2 separate regions of the Drosophila melanogaster genome follow, and region 1 is linked to region 2. The links are chromatin contacts, called in public HiChIP or PLAC-seq maps. All regions are on one chromosome and are shown on one strand. The core of a region is the stretch at or near the end of the contact, and the rest is flanking DNA. Distances in the headings are between cores, read along the strand shown. Region 1 holds the start of Chsy (Chondroitin sulfate synthase). Region 2 holds the start of lncRNA:CR44888 (long non-coding RNA:CR44888).

Region 1 (2,952 bases), core at 442-2,941, 96 kb before region 2:
ACTTGTAATTTACACGAGGCACAACACAACATAACATATCCACATATTAACCCCTTGAATAGTCGCCACCCATTAGCATGGTTAATTTTATTCGACGCTGTCAGTTTAGCTGGAACGCATTTGTTTCGCAATTCCCATTTTTTATATCCAACATTAGCCAGTGATTGCTCAGCGATTTCAATCAATGATTGATCGCTTTTTCGGAGGGGGCTTTTCCAGGTGAGAAACTCGAAGGGTGGAACCTTCAATGGCTTACGTGATATCCTTCCATCTGATGACCAAGCGAATTAATTTCTCAATTATTATTATTAATTAATTTCAATCAATTATTATTATTAACAATTTTGCACTGTTTTGAAAATGCAATGTCATTTTTATCATATAAATATATGTAGGACTAGCGCGAAATCTAAAGAATTGTTAATCTATAGCGTATGCGAAAGTATAAAAAATGTAGATACAAAATAAATATACATTACAGTCTTACTTACATGTATATATTCTTGTTATATTTGACATAGCACAAAAGCGCCAGCTAGGCGGGTATTTATAAAACTACAATTTACATTTCTCATCAGTTAAAGAGATGGCGCATTTCAAAGTGGCGCCATCGAATGTCTTAAATGAATACTAAGATTTGCAGATCAATTTGAAAATTTTGTATCTAACTATATAACATGCTGAAATAAGGTTAGAGAAAATACCCAGCGTACTTATTAAAAAATATCAAGCATTAGCTTTCAAAAAAATATATAATATAGTTCCAACCTCGCAATTCTTTTACATATTTAATGCACATTTTTTGGCAAGCGATTTATTGGAATTGAATTCTGCGAACTATAAAACGGAGTAACGAAGCGAATGATTTCGGGCCACATGTTGCCATGAGCCAGAAAAAAAGGAATTACCAAACAGGCGGTGCGATGAGCAGGCCACTCAACATTCTGCTATTAGATACAGATACAGATACACCCGTCTCTCCGAAAAGCAAAGATACGCACTGAGAGAAACCGCCGGTGGCACAACCAGCTGTTAGCTGCTCTCTCGCTAAATTTACTACTTTCATTTGTGAATATTCCGTTTTTTAAATTTGTCTCTTCTTTAATTTTTGAATAAGACATTCTTACAAAATAAATCATATTATCATATTCATATGATATGATATCATATTATTATTATTATTTTTTTAATGTGCAACATAAAACTAAAGTAAAACGAAATGTACCAATTTCTTACCAATAAGAATTATTAATATTTTTTCATATGGTATCCTAGTACATTTAGCCAATTTTCTTCCGGAAAGTATCTATAAACATTTGTTAGGTTACTAAGTATCTGTGCTCTTAACTACGTAACTATTTTATAACTATACATCAAGAAAGTCGGATACAATAAAGTGGATATAGCAGTAATGGTTCAACAGCGATCACCGACGCATCTCTGACGCAGTGCAGAAAGAGAGAGAGAGAGAGAGGGAGAGAGCTGAAAAGTATCTGAGAGATACTTTCGCAAAGGTGGCCGCGTTCGGTCGAGCGATCCGATTCCGATTCCGATTCCGACGCAGTTCGTCGACGGCGGTGCGACTACTTCTCGGATGGATTGGTTAGTTCTTGCAAGGCGCTCAACGTTTTTCGCCGCTTCTATCGGTGGTCGCTGTTAAGATATTTATTGGGAGACATGAAAACCGAAAACGCAACAGTTTGTTAAATAATTTAATTCGCCGCTGCGAAGGAAAAAAGTGAAATTGCACATTACGAAGTTGGCTTAATTATTTTATGTGCGTGTTGGCTGGTGTGTTGAAAACTTCATTAAGTTTTTTTTTTTTCGTGAAACGACCTTTGCGAACTTATCGTCGTAACCAGCGAAAAAAAAAGCAAATAGGCAGGGACAACAACAGCGAGGGCTAATAATAATTAAAACAGCGTGTTGTGTTGTTGTCTGCTTGCCGAATTGTCGCTGTGTGCGTGCCCGAGTATCTGTGTGTGAGCCACTGAGCCACTGTGTGTGTGTGTGTGTGTGCGAGTGTGTGTGCCTGTATGGGAGTATTATCTCTCAACAATTGCGTACCCCTAGTCAAGATCCTCCACTTCGCAATTGGGATACTCCCACTCCACTTACGTACATGCATATGTATCTACTCGTCATACTACCCGATCATCCGATAGATGCGAATTGTCAGCAAGAACCCAGTTAAACCGGCAAAAAAAAAAGGCGGCAAAAGTGCTGACCCAGCATTCGACGGCAACCTGATCGGATCACTTGGAACAGGTGAGTTGCTGCTCGGCATTTCAATTAAGGCCGATATCTGAGGCATGTCCATACGAGCACCCAACTTGTTAAGCAAATCTATCCAGGGTTTACTTTGTATCTTTAAAATCTGTATATTTATTAAAAAATATAGTTACTATTGCTTCTTTCATGAAACCCTAACATATAATATAGAAATAATATGCAATTCTATTGTGACAGGGAAGAAAATCCACATAAATATTTGCCAAATTACTTGGAATATATACCACAACTTTTATCTCTCTGCTTAATCCGATTAAAAAATATATAAAAAAAATGGTAGTCCATCAGGACTACCAATGTTCACCATATGGGCCTTTTAAAAAATATTTCCTTCTTGCTAGTCGAAAAAAAAAAAAAACAAATATATTAAAAATAGAACAGAAGTACAATCAAATCCGAGAAATCGCGCTGTCCCCTGGCGAAAATGAAAATGGGCAACAACCCAGACTTGTTTAAAATCTCGGCAATTTGCTGTCAAGGTCCGAGAATCCGAAACGAGACTCAAACCGAACACTTGGGCATTAAAAAGTTCATTAAACGAATCCCGCCTGGATTCTCATACCCTTCCACCGGCGCAGCTGATTATTCTCAGACAGATAAGAATTTAAAAATATATTTACCTACAATATACAATATACAATAAGTCAAAGCACTTACTTT
Region 2 (2,700 bases), core at 68-2,567:
AGTTAAACTTATTGTTCTGTTTAGGATATATATGTTTCAAACTTTATAATGGGTTTTCGGTTTCGAGGGGGTGGCAACGCCGCACCGACGCGAGCAGCGATTGCGACCGAGGCAACGGAGGAGCGATAATACCGGTACGTCCGATCCGCTGAGCGAGCGATCGACGAGTGATTGTTGCGTGCAGTGCGCCGGTGGAAATAGCGACCGGCGGCGATCGCATGCGACGGAACTGCAGCCGAAGCCGCACACGAAGCCAGTGCCGAAGTCGTCGAGCCGAGCACACGAAGCGCAGCACGAAGCGCCATCGGTGGGGAAAGAGCGAGCGAAAGAGACGACAGATGGCGCGAATAAGGATCATCATATCTTTGAAACGAACTCAGGCTAAGTGGGAACTATTAAAACCGTTTGAAGTTCTAGTTTCTAACTATATATTTGGTTATATGTGTTATGTGTAAAGGATTCTCTAAAGTCGAGCTACGCTAATCTATATTATATAATATAACAAATTATTATTACCAAGCTTTAATATCAATTTTATTATCTGGTACCCATCAAAAACATATTACCAGCATATCAAAAGCATACCTATTACACAGTTACTTGCTTTATCGAATTCCAGCACGTCACGTTAGAGTTTCACATCATTAAATGAATGATTAGCGTTTTTGCGTTTGAATTATATTTTTATTGCTTAGCAACTATGGTCATACTGATCCCATTAGATATACTTTAAAACTGCGTGATGAAAGCAAGACTTTGATGAGTTTGGTGAGTTTGGATCCCAGTTTAAAAACAGTTCAAAGGACATAGCCATTGAGTTGATGAACCCGACCAATCGCGACTATGATTCATAACTCTGATTCATTTGAAAGGTATAAAATCAGAGATAAAGACCGCGCTGGGTGGGGAGATAGCAGCGACGGGGTTAATGGATAAAATGGTAAGACATTTATCATGACAGCCGTACATAACCTCACTCGGCGGTGGGATGGATGTGGGTACATGGGCATTTGTACATGGATTCGGATATATGTATGTATGTGTACATATGTATGGCGATATGCACACGTAGCCAGCAACTTCGACTTGCTCTCCATTTCAAAACTCAAATAATGCGCGTCGGCTATTTAACTTGAAATTAAGCGACGTTTGTTGTTGTTTTTATTTATTTTCTTTTTTTTTCTTTTTGTGTTGTTTAAAGAATTGCTTATGTGTGTGCGTGTGTGTGTGTGTGCGATGGTGTTGTTGTCGCTATTGTTGTTGTACCGCTGGAGACGGCTTTATTTGCTTATTTTGCTCATTTTGTTTGTTCTCAGCGCTCAGTGATGTATGCTCTCTGCTGGCCGCTCTCCGATCGCCTCAATCGTCTGTACCGCCTCTGCTGCCCCGCCCCCAAACCGTCCTACCGCCCCTCTGCCACTTCTGGCGACGCTGCACCGCCGTCTAAAATACACCTACAGTCCGACAACTCTATGACGATCTTTGAAAACCGTAATCTCAAGACCCGAAATTCCCAAAATCTTTCTAACGTGCATTGCTTTGAATAAAGAGCCAGTTCTATTCATCAGCAACTTTGAACCCGTACCAAAATTTCATAATAAAGTGGAATTAGCATCTTTAACATGCTGCAATTGACAATATTTCCTAGCTTAAGACCCTACACTGTATTGGCTGAGCTCTCCTAAGACTCCCCTCATTTGAGTTCCTTTTGGGAGAGTCCAGAGATAGAGATAGCAAGTTGTTAAAAGAAAACAAATAAGCCCGCGTATCGTTGCATGGAGGGGGGGGGGGGAGTAGTTGAAAAAAGGTTTGGCTTAGAAAGGGACGGCAGGATGCGACAAAAAGCTGGCTACATAGGCATTACGTGCCATTTAGATAGACCAGTCGCGTTTCCTTGCTTTCCCAAGAGATTTGATGAAGAAAGACGACACCCGGACAACGCATGTAGTTTCATCTTTTCGCTGTGCAAGCACAATTCCAAACTGCCTCGCCGTAATTCAGAGTATATTTTCGGCTATATCATCTATGTAGTATATGATATATGGTATTATATGGTATATGGTATATGCGGTTCTCTAGTGGTTCCATATGGCCACGTCGTTGACTTTAAGCGGGCTGTTGTTACTGGTGTTTCTGTACGGTTTCGGTTTCTGTTTCTGTTTCAGTTGCTGTTTTCACTGTTTCTGTTGTATTTGTTACTGGCGCAATCGAGCGTCTGTGTTTAATTAGCAGATAAAAATACAGTCAACCCATGAAGGTAGAAATACACACAGCACACACAATCGTCTAGACCCCAAGCCCATAGTGGCCATCTCTTTCGCACCTTTTTGGTTGGGCAGGAAGAGTATGGGTATGGGGAGGGCGAGGGGGAAAGGGGGAACACTATCAATGCTTGGTGATATATATGTAAGTATGTACAAAATGTAGGTATATGTCATTATATACTGGCAGCAAACACGTTGCAGGCGTTAATTAGTTTTGGGGGCTTTTCTTTTATCAGCAATGGGAGGAAAAAAAAAAGCAACTGTAACAACAGCCAGCACAACAATGCGCAACACCAGTACACAGATGCACACACACACACACACAAACACATACACACACACACATCTGCACGCTTTTCAAATGCATTTCGTTCGGTTGCGAGTGCAAAGCGAATTGTTCAAAGGGGGGACCCTTGTACTTAGCTTCCTTGTTCCA

The links. HiChIP or PLAC-seq counts read pairs in DNA pulled down with a chosen protein or histone mark.
Region 1: a Psq HiChIP or PLAC-seq map of the Kc167 cell line shows a contact between it and region 2, with 2.1 times the contacts expected there. The contact joins the promoter of Chsy here to the promoter of lncRNA:CR44888 in region 2. A contact is called at or near these places in 1 of 1 datasets of contacts at CTCF or cohesin (the Kc167 cell line), 4 of 107 Hi-C or Micro-C datasets (the Kc167 cell line, the OSC cell line, the S2 cell line and 1 more) and 2 of 6 datasets of contacts at active chromatin or transcription factors (both in the Kc167 cell line).

The regions. Positions count from the first base shown.
Region 1 is chrX:15,592,273-15,595,224 of dm6, reverse strand. Chsy (Chondroitin sulfate synthase) reads left to right here and starts at 1,691. Exons shown (of 5, transcript NM_206717.3): 1 at 1,691-2,268.
Region 2 is chrX:15,496,479-15,499,178 of dm6, reverse strand. lncRNA:CR44888 (long non-coding RNA:CR44888) reads left to right here and starts at 1,317. Exons shown (of 1, transcript NR_123918.1): 1 at 1,317-1,656. The region is part of intron 2 of Gmap (Golgi microtubule-associated protein); the gene reads right to left.